Regions from separate parts of the Zea mays genome. Here regions 1 and 3 are each linked to region 2. A link is a contact called in public Hi-C data. All regions are on one chromosome and are shown on one strand. Each heading gives the region's core, a stretch centred on a gene start, on an enhancer-like site or on the middle of the called end of the contact. The rest is flanking DNA. Distances are from core to core; before and after follow the strand shown. Region 1 has its middle 140 kb from the start of LOC109942555. Region 2 holds the start of LOC100217078. Region 3 holds the start of LOC100273169 (Plant L-ascorbate oxidase).

Region 1 (3,558 bases), core at 357-2,856, 220 kb before region 2:
AACTATAAAGACAAACACTAGCAAACATATTAGTCCACATATTATGTTGATTATTAAACACCAAAATCCCTTTAGCCAAATGGCTCGGGTCCATCTTAATTACAAAATGTAAAAAGAAGTTTTACAGTTTGAAATTGGGGGAGTACATGGTTGCTTATCCTGTGAACCAAAGGGAATTATAGAAAAAATTCCATGTCTAGACATTAATTTTTCTTCTTCTTTTGATTCTATATAAATTATAATACCATTGTCCGAAACCAATAGTGTTATGGACTAGTCGAAGAAATAGAGGTTCAGATGTTATTGTAGATGAAGATATAAGAGAGGCGAGGTGAAATAAACCATCATTAGTTAGATAATTTTTTTTACCACAATCCATTTCTTCATTAATTATGTCGTGGATTTAAGTATGGAATTGATAAACCATTTCTATACATTTATGAGCTAGTTATATTATCTATAGATATTAGATATAGATATTAGACATGGTGCATGTGATACTTTGGTCCAACACATACGTTTCTTTTGACATGATAAGCAGGTCCAGTTCCGTTCCTATAGTTCTTTTTATCTGGATAACAAAAAATATCTTAGAATCCTAAAATCCCACCTGAACGGGTTTGGTTTTACGCATGTGGATTTTAACACAAGGACACATCATGTTTATATTTTATCTGATTCTAAACAATCACCCAGGAACCAAATGATCTATAGGGCTGCTACATTCTTATGTACTAGCAAAGTGCCTATGTATTACTACGATTGTTATTTATGCTTAAGTATAGAATATGAAACACAAAGATATGACATGTGTGTTCTATTAGCTAGATTGATGAATGTGAGTTTAGAACAAACATTCATAGCTTAGATCATCATTTATACATAATTTTAGCATTTTTATTATTTAAATACGAGGGAGCACAACGGACGTGTGAAAATAGTGGAATCATTAAAACTAATGCTCTAATATAGTAGAGACTAAAGAGAATATAATTCTAGAACAGTCTCATATTTTATTATTTTAAGTTATGTTTTTAAAATATCAAATAAATACGATTTAATTATAAAATAAGCTATATTTTTTGTAATAAATTAATGTAAAGCTATAAATATGAAACTGTATATTAGAACATTGATTAAATATAAATTATTTTAACTGTCACGCAATCCATATTTGCTTTTTTATAGAGAGAGGAGAGACGAAGAGAGTATATATATAAACCTGACGAAAATCGACCGACTACTTCACCGATCGAAAGCTTGTCTAGGTCTTTTTTCCGCTTGACCCGTACAATTCTTGGATACACGCAAGCAAGGGTAATGGAACATTCTTCCAGTGGATCGAGTTTAGCAGGGGACATCACATGGGCACGTACGTACGTACTGTCGCCTAGTTGCCGTCTCGAGTATCCGGCCACCCTGTATATATGCGCAGACACGGCGCGAGAAACAGACGAGGACAGGAGGCCGACACGCGGGCAGCCCCGCCGCATGATTGCGTCAAACAGACGGGAAAAGGGCAGCAAGAATCCCCCACGCTGCGGTGCGTGGGAGCCTGGGAGGCGAGCTCGCCATCATGGCTACCGTGCGCCGGGGCTCATGATACGCCTCGGGGCTGCCGGCGACTGGCGTGAAACCCCAGGGAGATAGGCCTCCTGCCTCACCAGGGAGGATCGGCCTGGATCGGGGCCAAAAAGCGCACGCATCATTGCCTATAGAGACTGCTTCGCCAGCTTGGAATTGATTTTTTTTATAGTCGATTGGAAGGGCTCACACATTGGCAGTTTGACACGTACCAGAGTAGAGGCAATGCGCTCTGTCCTAGCCGCAGAATACAACGTGTTGTTTATTTTGCTAGTCTCTTTTTTCGTCAGTTATCATGTCAATTTTATTTATTGTGACTTCTAATGGTACTTCTTAATTATAAAGAGTTACAACAGTGAAGCCAAAATTTCCCGAAGCCGTGGGACATAACTAGTATATCGTTATGGGACAAATAGTATCAAATGACATTATTTTCGAGGGTTTAATGATTACCTTCAAAAATTACAAATTTGGCGTATCAGTTTCGTCTTTTGCTACATCGAGAAATAGAGCGACAGATCGAGTTGCAATTTTGGGGTAAAATGGATGGAAGGACCGGACAGAAACGCGCTTGGCTCCCGAATGGCCCTCCACTAGGCGTTGCGTTGCGTGCTCGCTCGCTCGCACTCCCACTCGTTCCGTGTGCTCTCGCACGGGTTGGACTTGGACGCAGAGCCGGAACAAGGAACGCAGCTGTTGGACTCGGTGGCGCCAGCCCGTGTGATGATGATGGCTTCCACGGCGGGCCGACAGAGGCATACTACCGACGATGTGGAGTGTGCGCCCTGGGAACGGGCTCCGCGGGGCACGGGCGGCGGCGTGGTCTGCCCGAAGAAGCCGAGCTAGGATTGCGGCCATGACAGCCTCCGGTGCTTCGGACGGGCCCCCGGATTAACAAACATTAACCTTACGTCCACCGATCCAATCATGGCCTGATCACGCCACTGACATACTACAAAGTGGTCCTTACAGCGTTTCGTGTTCTATTCTCTCGTTGGCCATAGCTAGAAGGCTCCTTCCTGTTCTTGCCATTACCATGAGACATATCCTGCAACCATGAGGTATAATATCGAGCTACGAAATGCCAACTCTTTTATTGCACCGTCGTAGATGTTGTGTAATGACCAATACATTGTAAATTAGGCTTTGTACCATACATTTTTTTTCTTCAATTCCCTTCGATCATGAATGGTAACAATTAAGCACTACTACCCAGAAAAAGTATATGTAACAAACAAACCAACAAACACAATGTTACCTCAAGGAGGTGAATTTCTTCGTTTGCATTCCAATCTGGGCAAATAGGTGGGAAAGACAATAAAATATCATTCTAGAATTAATGTACTTTGGTTAAGCAATGACCAAAGAATAAAACACTGAGTAAGCAAGGTTAGAAGGTCGAGTATTCTTTGGTTAAGGAATAATAAGCTCCGGCGCACTTTAGCAGATCATGGACACTACGTGTTTGTGTAGATTATTAAGAATTCAATCCCTTGCTGGTGCTCCATTTTCACTGCTTTATTTCATTTTGACTTAATAGCGATCAGACCAACTTTTGGTTTTAATTGGTCGTAGTCTCAGGGGTGTTTGAATGCACTATAGCTAATAGTTAGTTAGCTAAAAATATACTAGTATAATTAGCTAGCTAATAAATAATTAGCTAACTAGTAGCTAATTTACTAAAAATATTTAATAGCTAAAATATTAGCTTGAGTGTTTAGATGTCTCTAACTAATTTTAGTCACTAACTATTAGCTCTAGTGCATTCAAACAGTGTGTTTCACCCTTTATTGGAAAGAAAAAGGCAAACAGAAAAATAAATCGTCTAAAGGAAATTTTTCGAATACCAAATAAACAAGAGAGAGAAAGAGAGCGCGAAAAATTGGATGGCTCGATTTAGTGGTAAAATCACCATACATATCGGATGAATATATTTATGTTTACTTTGGTGAAAAGGTTAAGTTGTTGTAAAAA
Region 2 (4,074 bases), core at 434-2,933:
TACTATTGATTTCTTTCTACATAAAATCATAAAAACAATTAAATTAATAAAATATTATCACTTCAAAAAATGAAAATAAGTTACGAATACCAATAAACATTCTATAATAAGATAGCCTCAAGTCTCCATATGAAAATGATAAAGTGAGGTATTGATTATGTTGGAACTTGGATACTTAAAATGATTTCACGTATAACCCACGTAACAAGTGGAAGAGAAATGGAAGAAACATTGATATCTTGTGAATTTTATGGTCCAATTTTTTAAAGATTATATGTGGACATATGTTGTGCCTATGTAAAATTTCATAAATTTTTTAGGCTGTTTGTGTATTATTAGTTTATTTCTGCAAAAATTATTTAAAAATAATTAAATTCATAAAATATTATAGCATCGACAAAAAATACAAATAAATTATCAAGACTAATAAACATTTTATAATAAGATCATCTCAAGTCCCCATATGAAAATGATAAAGTGATGTATTGATTAAATCGATATTTAGACTGATTTCACATGTAACTAACGCAATAAGTGGAAGTGAAACGGAAGAAACGATGACATCTTGTAGATTTTATGGTCCAAATATTTTGTTTTAAAATTATATATGGACATATGTTGTGCCTTCGTAAAATTTCATAATTTTTAAGGCTATTTATGTACTATTAATTTTTTTCTTTAGAAAACCATAAAAATGCACACAACTATCCTGCTATCCGAGAAGATATATACGGGAAGATATTAGATATTCAAAATCCGACGAATTTTATTCATATACTATACTATTCGGATTTGGATCCAAAATCTAGATATGTTACGAATATTAAAAAAAACTATCTTATCGAATAATTAAGCTCTTCGAATAATCGGATAACATCTATACCGGATAACATCTATACCGTACGCTACGGTAATGCCAAAAGCGCGGCGTGTCAAACTGCGTACGTACGAACCAAACAATCCCTAGAGCAGTGGTAAACAGAACGGTACATTGAATATTTTCTAGGAAAAAACTAGGCTATACACATGATGAATACAGATCCTCTGAAGTCCCGCAGCATGATGGCTAGCCCCGGACCGGCCTGTCCCTGCGTCTGCGCGGGCCTACCGCCCAGCGTCCCTAGGCGCGCATCGATGGCCCCGGGGGCACGCGCGCAGCGCCGTGGCGGGGCCCGGCACCGAACACGGCATCCCTCCGGCGCACGATGCGGATCCGACGCCGCCCGTGCGCCCCCTCCACGCGCGCCGCATAATGCCCTCCCCCCTCACGGCAGCGTGCGTGCGTGCGTGCTCGCTCGCCAGCCAGCCAGCCTGCTTCGTGCTCGGGAAGTTGGGATGGATTGCTCTGCCACGATGCCCACCTCCATTGACCCGGGTCCCCGTCGACGGTGGCGCGGCGTCCCCCTTGTCGCTGACGCGTGGGGTTCCTCCCTGACAGGGCCCCGCGTGCCATCGGGTGCGGAGGGCTGGCGGGACGGTGCGGCGGGGCCTCGGTGCCTGGGGGAGGAGAGCGAGCAAGCACGGTGGGAAGCGGCACGCGCACCCACAGCACCCATCGAGTGCGCACGCCACCTCATTAATTCGTCTCCAGCTCCGCGCCCCATCCATCCATTCCCATCACTGCGCTCGGCACTGCCGCTCGCCCTCGCCGCTCCACCTTCTCCCTCCCTCTCTCTCTGTATCACACTCAAAAGAAGTGCCTCGAAAAGGAAACGAGCAACAGGAGACAGTGAAGGGGAAGGAGGGGGAGCGACCAATCGGACTATCGGAGCATCCAATCCACCACCGGCCGCTCGCTGTTCATCCGTTACACTAGCAGTATAAAACAAAACCCTGTGCCTCTCCTTTGCCGGCGCGCAGTCCAGCGGCCTTTCCTTCCTTCCTTCCTGTCCGGTCGCGTTCCATTGCTCACCCTCCTCCTCCATTCTCCACTGGTATCGTCGTTTCGTTCCAGAGAGCCGTGAAAGGTATGGTGATCTTCACCATCACCACCACCACTGCCGCTACATGCTGGCTGTTCCAGTTTTCTAGAGACTTCATCAGAGCTTTGCTGTTTCAGGCGTAAGGCGAAACGAAGCGCGAGGGGCAGGATGCCGTAGGTGGCGACCGTTTGTGCCGCTCCGATCGTCGGGAGGTCGGCGCCTGAGGAGGCCGTGCTTTGAGTTCGACTGGAGGAGAGCCTTGGCGCCGGTCGTTACGGCAAGTGGCGCCGTCGCCTTCTACGCAACTTTGCCAGGTCAGCGCAGCCTCACGTCGTCGTCGACGATTCAGGTCTCCTTCCTTCCGTTGCATTGTTCAAAATTCTCTTAGAGCTTTTCTTTTCCCCTTGGCATTGCCGCGCAGCTGCTGTAAACTGTAAGCATCGCACCGTCACCTGTTCATTCCTACGTGGGTGAGCAACTTGGTGCAGTCTGTTATGCTACGACTAACGTAGAACTGTAGATCGGAAAGCGATCGGGGTCCACTACGTGGCGGCTCTCGACGTCAACGGCGAGGGATAGGGCAGCGTGTTTGACGAAATGCTTTGCGCAGTCAAAAGATGGCCACCACCTCGCTACTCTGTTTTTAGTTGTACATCCTCCTCTGTTCTGCGACATCCTCGCGCTTCTAATGGACTTCCCATAGGATGATAAGCTAGTTTATGAGTCGGCAAGCGCATCCAAAAAAAATAAAAACAAAAACTCGCAACCATACGTTGTCGCCACCTTTAACCGGCATTGCTGTTCACGAATTGGTAGACACTTGTGCTCGCTTTAGCTTTTCGCTCTAATATCGTCGTGCACTTTGCTATGTACAACTTGCCAAATTGCTCTAGCAGTCTAGCCTCTTTGTGCTGTGCTCTCTTCTCACCTTCCATTAAACTGATCCTTAATGACTCGAGTTCGCAACACACAGCACTGTAGAACAAGTTTGTCCGAAAATAAACCGTAACCGATAACTACTATTCTCACTCCAATTTGTTTTCCGTTGATTACTTGTTGCAGGCCCGAATACTTCCGCCAGCTGCTGAAGCCCGTTGCCGCACGCCTTCCGAGCAACCTCAAACCCGAACCAAACTAACCGAAACGCAATTTTTGGATTCAGTTCCTAGCAATCCAAACACAAACACAGCCAGGGATCAAGCAACACGACTCGAGTGGTCCAATGCAGGGAGACCCCGGTTACGGGTACGGTGGCTACGGCGCCGGCGCCGGCGGCTACGGCTACGACTACGACGTCGCCGCCAACTGCGCCGGAGGCGGCTACTACTCGGCGGCGAACGACCGGTACCCTGCCGCGCCTCCGCCTGCTGCAGCCTATGAGGATCCGCTCGGTGGTCGGAGGCAGCACGACTTCCCGGCGCCGCTCACGGGGCTGGAGTTCCAGCCGTCGGACACCTGTCCCAAGAACTACGTCATCTTCGACCAGACGTACGACCGGAGCCGGGTGATGTTCCACCCCTCCCTGGCCAACAACTTCGGTTCCTCTGCCGGCGGATACGACTACGGCAACCACTGCTACGGCTACGACCAGACCTACCCCGGCGAGAGCGCCTACCACGGCTGCGGCGACGACGCCGGCGCCGGCGCCGGCGGCGTCTCGGTCCGGCAGAAGGAGGACACCGACGAGATCGACGCGCTCATGAGCACGGAGGAAGGCGACGAAGAGGACGACGTGCTCAGCACCGGCCGCACACCCGGATGCCGCGCCGGCGGCTCCCCGGATTCCACGTGCTCATCCGGCGGGTACGCTGGGAACAGCAGCGGCGGCCGGAAGCACGAGACGGGCGGCGGTGAGAAGAAGAAGGAGCGGATGAAGAAGATGGTGCGGACGCTCAAGGGGATCATCCCCGGTGGCGACCGGATGGACACGCCGGCCGTGCTCGACGAGGCCGTGAGGTACCTCAAGTCGCTCAAGGTGGAGGTCAAGAAGGCCGGCGCGCGTGGGTCAAGCAGCTAGCTTTCCAGCTGCAACTGGTAGTCTGGCTTTGGGCTTTGGCAGTCGAAATAGGAGTTATCTCCCCGCGCACCGGCAGATAAGATGAGACCGACCGCCTCTCATTTTGATTTTGGCATCAGATGCCATTCTGTGTAT
Region 3 (3,646 bases), core at 771-3,270, 180 kb after region 2:
TCCTAAGTACAAAACGTCATTTATACAGACCTTTGATGTATAGGGAGCAAGGTATATATATGATAATATTAAAGAGAAATGAGAAATAAAGAATAAAATATTTTAGAGAAATCTATAAATAATTGATATAGATGAGGGATACAGATAGTCTTATCACTGTCAGAATTCGAGATTTTTTTTAACTGTTTCAGCAAATGGCCAGGCAAGGGAATGGACCGGCATTTGTCCTGTACTCGTGGCCAAGCAAGTATCCAGCGAGGAGGACTTTGAGAGATCTTGCCAGAGGCAAGCTAGGCAAATTCAGCCATGCCTTGTGTTTGCACACTGTTCTAATTTCTAGATATCGGTATATATGCCGGGCCCAATAATGGAGGTGCACCATCGTACATTATCACATAGCAGCTTACTCATCCTCGTACCTAAATTCAGATTTCACTCTACGAACAATACAGATGGCAGTGCAAAATTGTAGTGACCATATACCTAAACTGTTGGACACGCAGCGTCTCTTTCCGTGGTTGATCAAAGAGGAAACCGAGTGAGTGTACAAGGAAGCGAGCGGACAGCTTGCATCTACGACTACTTGTTCCCTCGGCTTGCCACGATATGCATGTGAACGAGCTAAAGAAATCTTGAGAGCAAGCAAATCCAGGCCATGACTTGTACTTTTCTCGACACACTAGTACTACGTCAAGGCACAATAATTGAAGCGGCCCAGTGGTAAGCGTCATTATTGCAAATTAGGAGTATCATGTAACGTGTTATGTTTCCTCAAAGGAATTAATTTTGTAATCTCCTTCTGCAATGTCCGTTCCAGGATCAGTGCAAAAGGCACCTTGGTCAGAACCTGATTTTGACCTGACAATAAGCTAGAGTGCAACTGAATTACATCTGTGTTTTGCAATGTCATTTTGTAAACCTACTTGATGCAATGCTTCATATATCAGTTGCATGCTGCATGTGTGTGTTTTCTCAAACTGCCCTTTCAGAAAGCTACAGTGTTTCACAAATTGCTGTCGAAATCAAATCAAACAGAGATGCAGCTAGTGAACTGCAGTCATGACAGGAACGGAGATGAAGCTTATGACGATAACCAGAGAGATCATGCATGGTAGTATTGGTGGTACCTGTGGCTCGCCGATCCACCTGAAGGGCCTGGACGAGAGGGCGACCATCTGGGTGTGGATGCTCTCGTGGTACCAGTCGCTGAGCAGCAGGTTGAGCTCGCCGTCGTACTGGAACGGCTCCTCCTCCCCCTCCGCCACGTCCACGACCAGCGACCCGTACAGCCCCGCCGCCCTCTGCATCCCGTAGTGCCCGTGGTAGAAGTACGTCCCCGGCTGCGCGGCCACGAAATAGAGGAAATTTCTTCAGTATACCTCCGGTCATGACATGCATAAAGAAGCAAGCAGATGCATGGATGGGTGGATGAGCCATGGGTGTGTGTGGCCCTCAGCAGCACCTTGTCGACGACGAAGCGGTAGGTGAAGGTTTCCTCGGGGTTGATGGCGCACTGGGAGATCGCCGCCGTGCCGTCCGCCCACGGCGTCCCGATCTGCCACCATGATCCATGACGACCATGCAACAATGTTCCAAGCACAAGCCCAGCGTCTAGCGAAGTGATGTGGAGAGATGGTTACGTACCTGTCGGATGCCGTGCCAGTGGATGACGACGCCCTCGGTGTGGAGCGCGTTCCTGAGCTGGACGTGGACGGTGTCGCCGGCCCGGGCGCGGATCGTCGGGCCCGGGAACTGCCCGTTGATGCCGATCACCACCTTCTCCTCGCAGTCGGGAGACCAGAACATGTTGCTGATCTCCCACCTCAAGTGCCGGGCCTTGCCCGCCGCAGCGCAATGCTGGCGCGCCATCAGGGCGCAGCACACCAGGGCCAGCAGAGGGAGAGGAAGCCTCATGGCTGCCCTGCTCTGCAGTAGTGTCAGCAGCCTCCTACGCCACCCCCCAACAAGGATGCCCCCGGCCGCAGTTCACAGCACAGCACAGGGGATGGGCAAGAGGGGGGGAAGCAAATGGGATGCAAACACAGGCTGGGGATGGGCCGGATGGCAAAGAGGGAGATAGATGACCTGAGCAGCGCTTGGGGGGCGATTTATGCTGGCCAAAGAAAAGATGCTTATCTCTCATCACCTCAGTCACTGTTCCATTTCCCCTTCATCTCAGTCACTTTTACAACCCTCCGTTTGAAAAAAAAAATGGTGACCAGCTTTTGAAATAAATATAAAAAAACACTAGTCCGTAGCAGTTAGTGGAGTTAGGTTGCAGGCAGCAGGAGGAGGAGTAGGCTGCTGTTTGTTTCTGCGAGGAACGCCTGCGTTAATATAGGCAGTTTCCCGGTTGCTCGCCAAAGTGCTGCAGAAATGCCTCAGGCCTCCCTCCCCCCATAGTTTCCGATGCGTCTTTCTGGTCGAGGAATAAAGAGGGTCGGTCGACGTCGCCCCCCGTTGCGTTGCTTTGGGCGTATCGTCTCATAGGCCTGCGCTGTTCTGTGCTGCATGTGACGATATCGAGGATGGCTACTTCCGTGCCTCTACCCAAATGGTTTTATGCAAACGTCTCGGCGCTGTCATGTTTCGTTCTGATAGATAGATCCCCCACATAGACACACTGACACACATGCACGCCCCCCCATGCATTTTTGTTTGGTGGTCGCTTCTTATTTGGTAGGAGCGTTTCTCCTCTTTCTTGTTCCTTCGCCAGCGAAGATGAAAAGTTTGTGCGAACGTAGTTTTTGAATTTTTGGTAAGGTCACACACAACCTGTAAAGGCATTTTCATATGTAACCGCTACAAATATGCGCTGCATATATGCATGTTCACAACCACCTAACAAAATACTACAGATCAACAATATTCATCCAAAAACGAAGGTATGCCAGCTATAGCCTCACTGTTCGGGGAAAAAAAAGCTACGCGTAGTGGGGGGAATACAATTATATATACAGCTTGCACTACGTGGTTACATGCGTCTAGTCTAGTGCGGCTGTACTTTATTATTATTTGCGAATTCAGCATGTGTTTGTTCCTGTGGTGCTCAAATCCTGCTGTGTTCACAACGCTATGGGCGCCTATCTGGTGCTTCTTGCATCGAGTGAAAACCATCATGGTGTCATTCTTCATAATGCCTGCCTTAAGAGTCAAGATAAAATTTAAAAGGCACTACATACAAAGCGCCGGCCGTTTCAGGTGCATGATAACACACGTAACTCCTTTTTGCCTGTTTTTTTTGTGACCGCATTTTTTTTGCTACGGAATTAATTAAGTGCCCAGCACGCAAAACGGATTATCGTAGCTTTTTATTCATTCAGCTAGCGGATTCTATATTCGCCTCACACTCCAAACGTTGACCAGGACAGGACACGTTCGGAAGCACAATAACGAACATGCATGCATGACAGAGAAAAAAACGAGGGAGGGGAAAACCTCTACTCCTACAGAAAGAATTGGTTTTTAGAGGCGGGTAAAATTAATTCCTAGGAGTACATTTTTGCAATGGACTCTATGCAAGGGTGTTCAGAAATAAAGGCATATGTATATATAAACTAGAGGCCTCTGGATCGGTTTTCCAACTATAATAGACGGCTAAGGGACCGTATAATACAACATTGAGTCTTTCAATCATAAGTACTAT

What was found. A called contact is a pair of places that touch in the nucleus more often than the background predicts.
Region 1: a Hi-C map of ear shows a contact between it and region 2, with 2.0 times the contacts expected there. The contact joins the enhancer-like site here to the promoter of LOC100217078 in region 2. A contact is called at or near these places in 4 of 25 Hi-C or Micro-C datasets (ear, endosperm and tassel).
Region 3: a contact with region 2 is called in a Hi-C map of ear, with 3 times the contacts expected there. The contact joins the promoter of LOC100273169 here to the promoter of LOC100217078 in region 2. A contact is called at or near these places in 5 of 25 Hi-C or Micro-C datasets (bundle sheath, ear, endosperm and 1 more).

The regions. Positions count from the first base shown.
Region 1 is chr9:83,106,324-83,109,881 of Zm-B73-REFERENCE-NAM-5.0, reverse strand. No RefSeq gene overlaps it. Among protein-coding and RNA genes, the nearest start is that of LOC109942555, 140 kb to the left of the region's middle. Within about 2 kb of position 1,606, at least 16 of the 20 cell types and tissues checked have an H3K27ac peak or open chromatin away from gene starts, as enhancers often do. A contact at or near this core is called in ear, endosperm and tassel, where this site is marked.
Region 2 is chr9:82,881,471-82,885,544 of Zm-B73-REFERENCE-NAM-5.0, reverse strand. It overlaps LOC100217078, which reads left to right and starts at 1,683. Exons shown (of 3, transcript NM_001348790.1): 1 at 1,683-1,967; 2 at 2,060-2,271; 3 at 2,985-4,074. The coding sequence starts at 3,145. The coding sequence ends at 3,939.
Region 3 is chr9:82,699,853-82,703,498 of Zm-B73-REFERENCE-NAM-5.0, reverse strand. LOC100273169 (Plant L-ascorbate oxidase) reads right to left here and starts at 2,020. Exons shown (of 5, transcript NM_001147615.1): 1 at 1,645-2,020; 2 at 1,463-1,555; 3 at 1,128-1,340. The coding sequence starts at 1,914.